2 separate regions of the Gossypium hirsutum genome follow, and region 2 is linked to region 1. The links are chromatin contacts, called in public Hi-C maps. All regions are on one chromosome and are shown on one strand. The core of a region is the stretch at or near the end of the contact, and the rest is flanking DNA. Distances in the headings are between cores, read along the strand shown.

Region 1 (6,817 bases), core at 573-3,072:
AAACATTAACTTTTATATATATTTTGGAGTGATTTGACAAATAGTGTAAATTTAAGAGTTAAAAGAGATAAAAAAAATTAAATGAAGAACTAAAATAATTTTTTTTATAAAGTTAGAAGGCCAAATAAGTTATTATATCAAAAGAGTTGTAAATTTTTTAAATATATTATTTGATGAAATGATTAGAAAATAGTTGACCTCATATAATTGCAGACAATTGGCAAAGGTAGAAACAAATAAGGAGAGCAAGTGCAGTTGCTGTCTATGTCCACTGGGGGAATCAAGAAGACACTGCAGGACATGCGAAGACGTTAAGTTTGGTGTGTTTAAAAATGAGAAGATTTTGGAAGTTAAGATCATAATTTCCTGCTCATTTATAAAAGAAAATAGCAGAGCCGGCCATGGGATTCCAATAATCATTGACAAATGGCAAAACCGGCTTCTATTTGGTGACTTTAGCCATGGAAAAAACCTACTCCACATTGTACCTTTTAAGGTAAATTAATACTACTTTGAAAGCTAAGGAAGTAATTGAATGTTAGGAATTAAAAGCAATAATCACTTAGTATCGATTTCATTTTGAAAAATTCATTTTCGGAATGTGAAAAAGTATTGTAAAATTAAAATATTTCTTTTAGAGAAATTACAAATAAATTAAATTAGATAATATTTAATATAAATATACATAAAAATATATATTTTAAGGGTGAGTACTTGGTACCCTAATAATAAACTTAAAAATTTGTTATGTGTCTCTTTCTTTTAACATATATAACTACGTCATTTTATCCCTGACAATGCACCAAATATTTTTTTTCATATTTTAAATATAATAATAAATGATATTTAAAGAATTTAATACAACAATACATAAAATATAAATTAATCTAAATTTTTAAATCTGTTTTAAATATTTAATACAAATAAGGTATTTTGATAATTTATACTTTATAGGCAAAAAATCAAAAATATCAAAACTCCGAACTTTTAGGTTTGGAGTGAAAAAAATATTTTTTAACGTATTTTTACCCTTAAACGTCAAGTGGGATTATTTTTGGGTTGGGTGAAAAAACATTGTTTCACCCCCAAAAGCAATTCCGAATGTTTTTAGAGCAATTAAGTGAAGACAGTTAAGGGGCTCATGTATTGTCGTTTTAGAAGAATATTAGACCAAAAAATAAATGGTAAATTATATCTAAGGTTTCTAAATTATTAATAAATTTACGTTTTGTTCACTTAACTTTAAAATGTTATAAAATAATCATTGAATTATAGTCATTCACCTATTTCAAAGTTTTATTTAATTTATTAGGCTATTAAGTTTTTTTAACAAATAAAGTTCAGCTACCAAGCTCTAAGTGAGGATTTGAAGATTGGTACGGTGAATCAATACCCATTGACAAGTAGAATATGCATTAGATATAAGTCAATTTGACAATTAATGTTAAAGATCAAAGAAAAAACTATTTTAATTTTAATTCGTAGATTCGTGATGTTTAAAGTTGTTTCATTAAAAAAAAACCGAACTATAAAGAGGAGGTGAAGGAGAGCTTTTAATTGGTCATACAATAACTATTTTAACAATCGAATAAGTTCAATGAAACTTTCAAATAGTTTAGTGATATTTTATAATTTTTAGAAATGATATTGTTTACCTATATTCAGAACAAAATTGAGGTATTACAAATGGGTTTTCGTTGATTTCAAAATTAGTATGCTGGCTGAGAAAATTACCTTTAACGATGAGTTTGCTTGATAATGACTACAGTTTGGTTTACAAAAATGTCTCTTCTGCACATTTTTTCCTTTTTTTTTCCCTATAACACAGAGACAATAGAAAAGTGAAGTCTTTGGCATAGAAAAGTCAAATAAAAAATTCCAAACGGAAAGGAAACAGAGTAACAGTGCTATAAAGAAGAGTGATTTGCACAGCATACCAGTGCATTGAACGGTCCTTTAACTCTCAACCACAAAACCTTAAAGGGGGGAAAAGAACCAATTGAAATGAGAATTTGTGGAGGAAAAAGGTCAATGTTCCAAGTTTCTGTTCCTCCCATCTCATTACTTGCCACCATAATCTGCCTAACATTACCTTTTCTACCACCAACCTTATCCCTACAATCTGCAGTGAATGTTTGGCCTAAACCAAGGCTGGTTTCATGGCCAAAACCACTTGCCAGATCCCTTTCTACAAACTTCACCATCAATTCTCCTTACCATCAAAACCTCCAACCGGCTATCAGCCGTTACCTCCGCCTCAGCCGGACCGAGCACCACCATCCCCTTATCACCCCTTCCGTAAACGTTTCCACCTCATCCCCTCCTCTGCAAACTCTTTCCATCGATATATCAGATCTCGCAGCATCCCTTCAACATGGGGTCAATGAGACCTACTCCCTCTCCATTTCTGAAGTAGGTGAAACAGCCTATTTGACAGCCGAAACCGCATGGGGTGCGATGAGGGGTTTAGAGACGTTTTCGCAGTTGGTATGGGGCAATCCATCGGTTGTCCCCGTTGGCTTGTATATCTGGGATGCTCCCTTGTTTGCACACAGGGGAGTCATGTTGGATACATCAAGGAATTATTATGGGGTTGAGGACATATTAAGGACTATTGAAGCAATGAGTGCTAACAAGCTTAATGTATTCCATTGGCATGTTACTGATTCGCATTCATTTCCTCTGATGGTGCCTTCGGAGCCTGAGCTTGCAGCCAAGGGAGCTTATGGACCTGACATGATATATTCTCCCTCAGATGTGGCTAAGATTGTTCAGTTTGGGTTGGAACATGGGGTCAGAGTCCTACCGGAAATCGATTCACCAGGTAAGCTTTTTATAAGTAAATTTCTGGAATTTCCCCACCATTCATGATAGTCATTATTGCAGCTCTTGACATATATATCAAGAGGGTCCTTTGATATGTTGTCATCAATTATTAATGATACGCGTCATTTATTAACTGTATAGTTTTGAAATTTATACAATTCACTTAATAAAAGTATTATAGAGGCCTTTGTATTAAATGTCATATTATATTTTGCTCATCTAATAAAAAATAAATAAATTAGCTTATATATGTCACTATATAATTATTTTGTCAATTATATTAATTTTTAATTATAGAAATAAATAAAATGTTGACAAAAAAAAACTTGATCTAATGTATTTTTTGAGTAGAGTGGCCTATATTTTTACCCCCATTGGCTTTATCCCACTATATCTACCGCATTCAATTGTAACCGTTCGTGGTCCCTCACTAGAAAACATGCACATGGACATGACCCACCATACTTTACACATGTCACTAAGAGACAAACCAATACGGGAAAGCTTTATTTAAGAAACCATGATTCCTTTCCATATCAAGTGTGTTAAAACATTCCAATGTTGGTTTTATCTAAACATTATTTTAAGATTGGTTAAAGTCTAATGTTAAGAAACAGAGCACCCTTTTCTTTTTCCCCTACACTAAAATCAAGTGCGCATAAAAAAGCTTTTTACTTTGTAATTGCAGGGCATACAGGTTCATGGGCAGAAGCCTATCCGGATATAGTTGCATGTGCAAACATGTTCTGGTTGCCAGCCGGAAGTGATTGGGGTGATAGGCTTGCATCTGAGCCAGGAACTGGCCACTTAAACCCCTTGAACCCCAAAACCTACCAAGTTCTCAAGAACGTAATCCGTGATGTATCTATCTTATTCCCTGAAACATTCTACCATGGTGGAGCTGATGAGATAGTTCCTGGATGTTGGAAAGCTGATCCAACCATTCAATCTTTCATTGCCAATGGTGGAACCCTCAGCCAGCTCCTGGAAACCTTTGTTAACTTTACTTTGCCTTACATTCTTTCCCTCAATCGTACCGTGGTCTATTGGGAGGATGTTTTATTAGATGGTATTGTGAAAGTAGACTCCTCATTTCTTCCAAAGGAGCATACCATTTTGCAAACATGGAACAATGGTACAAACAACACCAAAAGGATCGTTGAAGCCGGATACCGGGCGATCGTATCATCTTCAGAATTCTATTATTTGGACTGTGGCCATGGAGATTTTCTAGGGAATGATAGCCAATATGATCAGCAAGCAGGGGGCGAATCTTTAAATGGGGGGTCTTGGTGTGGACCATTTAAAACATGGCAAACTATTTATGACTATGACATAACTTATGGTTTGAGTGAAGATGAAGCCAAATTGGTGCTTGGTGGAGAGGTGGCATTGTGGTCGGAACAAGCTGATCCTACAGTTTTGGATGCAAGGATTTGGCCAAGAACTTCAGCAATGGCCGAGACATTGTGGTCGGGGAACCGCGATGAGTCTGGGAAAAAAAGGTCTGCCGAGGCAACCGATAGGTTGAACGAGTGGAGGTATAGGATGGTAAGTAGAGGGGTCAAGGCTGAACCAATTCAACCACTGTGGTGCGTTAGGAATCCAGGGATGTGCAACGCAGTCGAGTCATCCTGATTTACCCATGTGATATATGTTTAATTATCTTAAAATAGAATTTATACAGAAGTGAAAACAGAAAATGGTTATCTACCTCACTAGGTTTACAATGAGAACGCCTCTTTCATCTCTCATCTTGTAAGGATATTTCAATTGATTAGTAAAAGAAATGTCTTATATTTTGCATATGTGCTTAATTAGGGGCGTGAATTTATGTTAAGTGGACAAAATAAATTTAAAATTTTTTAAAGGCAAAAGTAAAGTTTTTAAAATTAGATCGGTGATTGAATTGATCAAATTATTAGTTTTTTAAGTTAATTACTCTAATTGATTTAATTAAATAAATTATAAAAATAAAAAGAATATTAGAAATCCAGATGAATCATTTTTTGTTCACTCAGTATTAGTTCTTGCATCAATCGATTCAATACCCTTCTCCAAATTAGTATTCCAATTTTCTATCTGATCAACTAATCTGGTTCAATTCAAACAACAATGACAAAATGAAAAATTTATATTTAATTATAATTTTTTTTAAAATACTGTTTAACTATATGAACCAAGCTGGTGAAGATGATTTTTAAATTTATCCTTAATTATACCTTATAGTTCGATTCTTTATGTTTTCTATTTTCAAGTCTCATAATTATACCTTCTTCATAATCTAACATGGATATGAAAGTACTTCTAAAATATTGAGCATACTAGTGTTAATCACGTATAGGGGCGAAATTAAGGGACCCTGAAAAATGAAACATTGCCTCATATTAATAATAAATTTATAAGTTAGTATATGATAAATTTTAATTTTAATTTTAAAATCTTTAAAAATGGTGAAATTATATATTAATATATGATAAATTATACTTTAAACTCTCGAAATATTATAATTTAAAAAAGTTTTAGATTCATGATACATTTTAATGCAGATAGTATTATAAATTTATAAATGTAGAAGCAAATTAGTCCCTCACTTTAAAAGTGAGCAATTTAGTTTTAATACATTTAATTTGGAAGTAAATAGGTAAAATTAGAATCGATTATAAGATTGAATTTTTATAAATAAGGATTTGTGGGTTTCATAGTTACATGAAAAAGAGTTTGCAATTTAATATTGAAATAAACTGCCTGTTTTGATTAGTAGATGCAATTCATCTTATAACGTGAAGTTTATTTGAGGTTTGAAAATTTGTTTACCCAATTCGATTTAACAATTTATGTTTATAAGATAAACTTTGGTAATTGACCACAATGACTATATAGTTTTTATGCACTCACACTCAACCTAAACTCTCCTACATAAAGCTACTAATCAGACATAAAGATATCTACAATAAGATCTCACAAAAGATACAAAGAAAGTCTTTTAGATAGATAGATGACAAAATACTTACTCAATTCCACGCGAATGAAGGAATCAACTCGTTCTTTATTTAAGTGTAGCATTGATAAATAATTTGGTAAATCTCTATAAAACCCTACATGATTTGATTGTAATTCTTTTTTCAAATAAACTCTTGAAATATCTTTTCATTAAATTCAAATTCAAAAGATAATAACAAAAGAAAATAGATAATATCTCACTCTTAAATTTAGATAATTATTCTAGTTTTCTCTTGTAAAAAAAACTCCTATTTTATTGCATAAAAAACATGATAAACTTCACTCAATAAATCTCCTACACAAGTCAAAAATACTCGACACCCATAATATGAAATTTGTTTAAGCTAAGACGCAAAAAGAAGACAAAAAGCAACATGCTTTGTGTGTTCAAAGTATGACAAAAAATGCTTAACAAATATTTGTCATGTTTTTAAAATTTGTTTGATGTTTTCCTACGTCACTTAATATGAGGCAATGTTTTGTTTACAATATAATATTTTAGTATTTAGTTAATGAAATCTAAAATTATTTAGAAACATATTTACTAATTTGTTCTTATTATAATTTTTTTAGCAAGTTCTTTAACATTTTGTAATTTCTATTTTCATAAAATTATGATAACATAAGATACTCTTGTTTTTATTACAGTTTATATAATAATAAGTAAATATATGATGTTGACATAAATTTATAAATCAAAATTCTAAGAACTTGATTGCATCACTACTCATAATTTATAAATCATAATTATAATAATTAATACTAAATTATAACATGCCTATAATGTTGGTGAAAAAAATTACCTAACAAAATTAACTAAAAATTAATATAAAAACTAAATGTGGCTTTAGTTCAAACAATAAAGTAAAGATAGCTAAAACTATGATGTATATAGTTCACATCTTATGATTACTATTTATATGTATGGATTTGTTTAGATTTATCAAAATATAATAACAAAGCATAAAATCTCTCATAATAATATATA
Region 2 (7,289 bases), core at 731-3,230, 150 kb after region 1:
AAATGGATATTAATGGCCATTTTCATGCTTTTGGTTTTATTTTAATTATCATATTAACTAAATTCCCATTTTACCCTTTGTTATAAAACTAATAAATAAATAAACACAAGGCCATTAGTGTCCATTAACCATGTAAATGGCATATTAACCACATAAGGACCTCTCAAATAATAAGCGAAATCAAATAGGCACTTTTAACATATAAAAGATAACTTTTACATTTTATGCGATTAGGTCCTTTTATCAAATTGAGCATACCAACAATTAAATTTTCATACGAAACTTTCACACATGCTAATTCATATATCATAAGCACAAAAAATAATATTTAAATATTTTTTAACTCGAATTTGTGGTCTGGAAACTACTATTCCGACTAAGGTTTAAACCAAACTGTTACATTATAGATAATATATTAGTAACTTATAAAATCCTACATTCATTTAAAAAGACAAAAATAAGAATAACTTGATCATTTGCTTAAAACTTGACATAAGTAAGGCGTATGCAGGGGCGACGCTGGGGTGGCTGGCATGGGCCCTGCCCCCCTAAAATGTAAAATTTTATTTTAGGCTCTTAAAATTTTTTAAAAATTTTAAATTAGTAAAGGTAAAATTACACTTTGACCCTCTAAAATTATAAAAATTTGATTTAATCCTTTATAAATTATAAAGATATAAATTATAAAAAATTAAAATTTCATCTGACTCCCCTAAAAAATTTTTCTGGCATCGTCCTGAGGGTATGTCAAGAAAAGATGATGGAAAAAATGGGTTTATGTAATGGTTGAGTAAATTTAATTATGAAATGTGTCACTACAGTGACATATTCGACGGTTTTGAAGGGGATACAAGGTGGAGATTTTAAGCCTAGTAGGAGATTGAGACAGGGCGACCCCTTATGCCCTTATTTATTATTTGCGCACAAGGATTTTCCAATCTTATTATAATGGAGGAGGCGTCAACACCAGTTGAAGAGATTGTTAATAATTAAAGGATTGGAATCGAATGTGACTGTTCTTAAAAGGTAAGGACTGAATCAAAAAAATGGGTGAGTTTAGTTTCCGAAAGAACTCAATTGGAAGCAGAGGGCTAGATATTTTAAAGGTCTATTTCCCCAAAAGGGGTGCGAAGCATTAGCCTCTGTCTTTGATGCGATAATGGAGATTGAACGGTTTGGAGGAGACGAACGACACTGTTGTCTTTAGGTTTTGTTTTGATTGTTTTTTATTTTGTTGTTTTTATTTTTTATTTTTTATTTTTTATGGGTACACCGTTTGGTGGCCCTTTTGCTGGTGGACAGCTAGTTTACTTTCTTGGCTTTGTAACTGTTCGTTTTTGCATTTATTAATTGCATTAGTTAATTATTTCAGAAAAAGCACTTTTTACCTTTTAAGAAAATATATTTTTTCGACTAAGAATTTTGGAATTGGGTTAAGCTCGCCAAATCTGAAAAAAACCAGAGGTTATTTGTATCTGTTAAATAAATTTAATCATTAATTTTTAATCCAATCAATTTTACTATGAATTTAGTTTCAATTAAATAAATTATTAAAATTATCATAATAATTTAAAAAAATAAAAATTATAAAATTGATTTAATCATTGGCTCAACAAAGTCAATTATTTTTTTTTCTTTTGCTCTATATTTATGTATTGTCGGTATATATTAAACAGTCTTTATTCTAATTAGTCAGTTCGATTTTAACAACTTTATTTACAACAATGTCTAAATCCCAAAAATTTAAATATATTTTAGAAAAAAATTATAAAAAAAATTAGAAATTTCACACAATAAAATAACAATATAAAGTAGGAAAATGATAAGGAAAGGAAATCGAAGGTTAAACCGAGGCAAGGCCCAAAAGGCAAGAAGTAAAACAAAACGGAGTGGGTTAGTGAAGGAAACGGCGGGTACAACTAACGCTCCAGCCTTTTGGTTTTCTATTTAAAAGCTTTGCTACCTTTTTATGCTTGTCTTTCACTTCCCAACTTCATAGCTTTTTTTTTTTCTTCGCCACTCCCCATTTCACCTCTCCCACCACCAAACCCCAAACAACTCTCTCTCTCTCTCTCTCTCTCTCTCTCTCTCTCAGGCAATTTCTGGGACTATCCGCTTTGTTTTCTTTATTTTTATTATTATTATATTTTTATTCTAGAATTTTATATTCTATTTAAATTCTTCACTTTCACGCTATAAATCCGCTCTCCGTTTCTCTCCCTTTCCCCTTCCTCTCTCTCTTTTCTCTTTGCCACAGATTCCTTCGCTGATACCGGTAAGCTTTCCCACTTCCGATTTCCACAAAAACGTTGTCGTTTTCTTCTCTAGTCTTTTCTTTTTGCTCTGAATTTCATGCTCTGTGGAAACTCGAGACCTGGAAAACGATGTTGTTTGACTGGTTTTTTTGGCGAGCTTTGATAATCGTATTTAAAAGAAGATGATAAGATGTCGGTGCCATGACGTTATTCTCGTTTCTCTTGAGTTGAAACTCGAGTCAGTACTGAGTTTGTCTGAGCTCAAATTTTTCGCTGCTTAACTTTGAGATCTTAGTGATGTATTTTGTTGTTGTTGTTCTGAATCAAAAGGAAAATGATCCGAGTTGAAGCGAGTCATTATTGCGATTTTGCTTTGAGAATTTTAAAACATATTCTGCTCTTTTTTTTCTACTTTGATTTCAAAACTTCGTCTCCTCGAACCCGAATCATCTCTTATTTTGAATCCAAACAGAGTTGTTTTGAGTCTGATCCGAGTCAAAGCGCGTCACAACTCGATTTAGTGTCGACTTCACCTTCTTCTTCTTTTTAAAATTATACCTTCATATTTATTCTAAATTCGGATATTTTGCAAAATGAAAAAGAAAGCCTCATCATTTCATTTGGATCATATTGCTGATTAGTTTGATAATTACTATGCGCAGATTAAGGTTTGGTGACTAAGTGAGGAAGGAAAATGAACACGCAACTTTTGGAGATTGAGCCAAAGGAACTTAAATTCGAATGTGAGTACATAATTACTTGATTGCCCCTTCTGTTTTTGCTGCGTAAAGTATTTTTATAATAAATTAGATAAAGTAACTTTTCATTCTTTAATCTTTTCTATTATAAGAAAATATTATCTGTTATTTAGAATTATTTTCTTTGTTTGGTCACTAAATACGCGGATGAAACAAGGAGTTGTTTAAACCTGTTTGTTTTAACGCTTCTTTTTCTGAAAAATAAAATATTAAAATATGGTAGTAAGCAAAATTTGTGCTTATTCTTTGAATCTAGCATATTAGATCTGAATATTAATGATTTTAATATTTTTCCGCCCTCATTCTGCAACCTTATTGTGAAAAAGATGCTAAAAAGAATTAAGGCTTCATTTCTTTTTTGTAGCATTTATGTTTATTTTTGTGGGTTTGTGGTGAAAAAACTGGAGGGGTTAATATATTCATAATTTCTTTATCTCCGATATTTATTTATTTCTGATTTAAATTTATTTTTTGTTTGTTAGTTATATTGAAGAAGCAAAGCTCCTGCTCGATTACGCTTACAAATAAAACTAACCAATATGTTGCTTTCAAGGTCTGAGCTCTTATCCTTTAAAAAAAAATTGAAATTTGAAAGGTTTATTTCGTGGGATAGAATATTTTAGAATGCTGGATTCCAATGTAATTGAAGCAAAGATATCTGTACAGGTTAAAACTACATCTCCGAAGAAATACTGTGTACGGCCTAATGTTGGCATCATTATGCCAAAATCAGCTTGTGGTTTTACAGGTAAGGAGTTTCTGTACTTAATTTATTTTATGATTCATGCTATGTGCACGTAACAAATGAATGTGAAAGCTTAAGTGGCTTTTAATCTAATAATGGCTCACGACTAATGATATAAGTATATTAAGATCAAGTTATCATTACAAGTTATGGGGTCACTTGGCTGAGGGACCCTAGATGTTTTCCAATTATTTTGCCGTCTGAGAAAGGCAAAGATTGGGATTTGATAAGGGTTTACTTTTTCAGCTTTTCATGTGCTTTAAATGCCTGGGCATTTCGTCTGTATCAGCCAGTTGCTTTTCAGTTTGATAATTCATGATTAATTTGCTGAGATTGCAAATCCTGTGAGGCAACAAAAAGTAAAGAATATTAAACACTTTTGACGAATGATAATCTGATAATCTTCACCTTTAGGACAATCTGCCATTTGATGTCCCACGATGCTACTTACATATAAAATACAATCCTGAATTTCTCATATGATGTTCTTTGTCAAATTTCTACCCTGTCCTATACTATATATATTCTCACCATTGTTCTTTTTTCGTTTAGTTACCATGCAAGCTCAGGAGGAAGCCCCTCCTGATATGATATGTAGAGATAAGTTCTTAATCCAAAGCACAGTTGTCCCAGTAGGAACAACTGATGAAGACATTACATCTGCCACAGTAAGTGATTTTCTGCCCTCCTTGTGCTTTATTTGATAATATTAATTAGTCAGTGGCTTTCGCTCATTGTGTGCTTGACAGTTTGTCAAGGACAGTGGAAGACATATTGAAGAGAACAAGCTTAAGGTTGCCCTTGTCAGCCCTTCTGATTCGCCAGTGCTATCACCAATTAATGGGACAATGAATCAGGGAATGGATTATGATAGAGTTGAGACTTTTGCAACACTTCCAACGGTTAGATCAACGTCATCTATTTTTGTAGCCCTTAAAATTCGATTTACTTCAACTCTTAACTTATATGATTAGTATTCTTTATAATCTGAAAGGAATTTTTTGTTTGAATATGAGATTTAAAAACAAACTTCAAGTATATTAATGAAGCTTATACATTTAAGCTCTGTGTCAGGTTGTGACGATTGAGGAATCAAAGATGAGAAATACTGAGGATTTGAAGCCAACAAAGGATGCAGAGTGGAATTCAAGGAAAGATATGTTATATGAGGAGAAATTAAAACCAAAGAAGGATGCAGAGCTGAAGCCCATGAATGATATATTTGGTGACAATTTAAATATAATAAAAGACACTGAACTGAAGCCAAAGACGGATGCAGAGCTGAAGCCAATGAATGATATTTTTGGTGACAATTTAAATATAATAAAAGACACTGAACTGAAGCCAAAGAATAATTCTTTCAATAGCAAGGAGTTAAAGCCGGTGAAAGATGAGGAATCAAAGCCAATGGAGGATATTCTAGAGACCGAGGAATTGAAGCCTGTGAAGGATTACAAGGTGAAAACATTGAAGACTGATGAGGATCTTAAGTTTGCCAAAGATATGGAGGAAATGAAATCAAAATTAAGTGACCTTGAATCAAAGCTAGGCAAGGTAAGTTAACAAGGCTTGATAATGACGGTTAAAAAAAGGTCATGTTATGTTTTGCTGTCATTTAATTCGAATCCGTTTTCAATAACACTAGTAGTCATTTCCGTTTCAGGCTGAAGCAACCATTTCAAAACTGACAGAGGAGAGGAGGTTAACTGTTCAAGAGAGGAAGACCTTACAAGAGGAACTGGTAAGTTATTCTCCTGTGCATTCATCTTCTCGTAGATTCTTGTTATATATATCTGAGATCAAGTGTTCAATCTCATAAAGTCAATAAATGTGATGCCACTTTTGCGGGTGATTTTCTAGGCTTTTTAGCTTTTGACCTGTTAATGATGAATGGTCAGAATGTGTGTCCTCAGACGTCTTCTTTTTTCTCACTTAGAGTAGGCCAGTTATTGTTTTTGACCATCTAATAATCCTTCTACCTTTTACCTATTAGGTAAATCCATTTTAAGAGGGGCTATTTCTTTACCAAAACAATGTTTTGAGTTTAGATGAAAGATGTTTAAAAATATTTACAGTAAAAGTCCATATCTATGCAGGCGCTGTTGAGGAAAAAGAGTGATGTAAGAAGAGTTCAAGTGGGATTTCCTCTCCTATTTGTGTGTATGGTAGCAATTGGAAGTATGTTTATGGGGTACCAAATGCAGCAGTGACAAAACTATACTTCATGTGATGGCGTGATCCCGCAACAATAATGCAGTGGGTTTGTTAATAGTTAAGAGAAGATTGTAGTTATTTTTCTCAACATAGCAAGTGTGCACAATATTTTATAGGGATGGCTAATATAAAGCAAAAAATTTGTTTTGTGAACGTTTGTGGTTAGCTGGTTGGCGAAAAGGAAAAAGAACATATGAGGTAACCCATAGATTAGAAGTTTATACATATAAAATATTATTTTCATTTAAACTTTTACAACCAAAATGCCCCTCAGATAATTTAATTTACTGAACCGGTTTTTTTTTTAAAAAAAACAAAGGAAGCCTTTCTTAGAAAATAAGAGAAAATGATTATATGATTTTGAATGTTGAATGAACAAAAACATGTGTATATATATATAAATAGTTAGGTTTTCGATCTATTTTGTATACTATCCCTAAAAACATATCCTTTATTAGAGTTAAAACTGATCATATTTATTATCATAAAGGAAAAGTAATTAATTATTTGATTTGAACAATGAATATGTGAAATATCATATATATGTATGATATGCATCTTTTCAAAAATTAAAATTAATGCGCATTATTCCATTTTCTAGAAATGAACTGAATATCACATATAGAATCAAATCAATTTCGCGATCATTAGTTTTCAAATTCTAAAAAATATTATTTTTTACATATTATGAGAGGTAACAAGCTAGTTAAAAATAAAATAAAATCCTCTATTTTTTAACTTATGAATAAAAATAACGATCAGAATTCAATAAAAATAAAAACTAAACACACTGATATAAACACAAAATAAATACTCGTATACGTACAAAATAGAATGGCACACCTACCCCTAAGCTTCACCCAGATCATAAATATTCGTAAATGTCAAATGGAAAGATAGCATCAGGTGCGAAGGTAGTTTCGGGGAGAATAAACAAGAACCTCTTGAGGAAACTTGAAAACCAACAAAATATAGCCTATACATGAAACATACAAAGCATACCGCACTGGCTTCTCGCCAGAAGCATGTTTTTTGCAACCGACTGCATTGTTATATTACATGTACATTTTTGTAGAGATCTTGTTCAACCACCTCATTGCCATTGAGGCAGATTAGGTTCACTCCTTTCTGTTGGGGAGCCAGGAACGAAGGGCACAAAACCCCGGCCACCAAACATAGGGCGCATGAAGGCATTATCAAACTTTCGCCAATAGTAATGAACAGTGTGTGCTGGAGTTGTAAGAAGTGCACGAATGCTGTTTGGTCGATGAACTCCAATTAAACTATCATCAAAAGAGTCCTGGCCGCTTCCGAGAA

What was found. A called contact is a pair of places that touch in the nucleus more often than the background predicts.
Region 2: a contact with region 1 is called in a Hi-C map of hypocotyl, with 2.5 times the contacts expected there. The contact joins the promoter of LOC107891989 here to the promoter of LOC107891887 in region 1. A contact is called at or near these places in 3 of 34 Hi-C or Micro-C datasets (hypocotyl and leaf).

Annotation. Positions count from the first base shown.
Region 1 is chrA11:98,674,670-98,681,486 of Gossypium_hirsutum_v2.1, forward strand. It overlaps LOC107891887 (beta-hexosaminidase 2), which reads left to right and starts at 1,823. Exons shown (of 2, transcript XM_016816814.2): 1 at 1,823-2,824; 2 at 3,515-4,632. The coding sequence starts at 2,005. The coding sequence ends at 4,464.
Region 2 is chrA11:98,828,708-98,835,996 of Gossypium_hirsutum_v2.1, forward strand. LOC107891989 (vesicle-associated protein 2-2) reads left to right here and starts at 1,981. Exons shown (of 9, transcript XM_016816943.2): 1 at 1,981-2,275; 2 at 2,918-2,998; 3 at 3,496-3,566; 4 at 3,680-3,761; 5 at 4,311-4,426; 6 at 4,508-4,660; 7 at 4,833-5,312; 8 at 5,422-5,499; 9 at 5,855-6,125. The coding sequence starts at 2,950. The coding sequence ends at 5,968. LOC107891968 (sodium/hydrogen exchanger 2-like) reads right to left here. Exons shown (of 15, transcript NM_001326793.2): 15 at 6,740-7,289. The coding sequence ends at 7,066.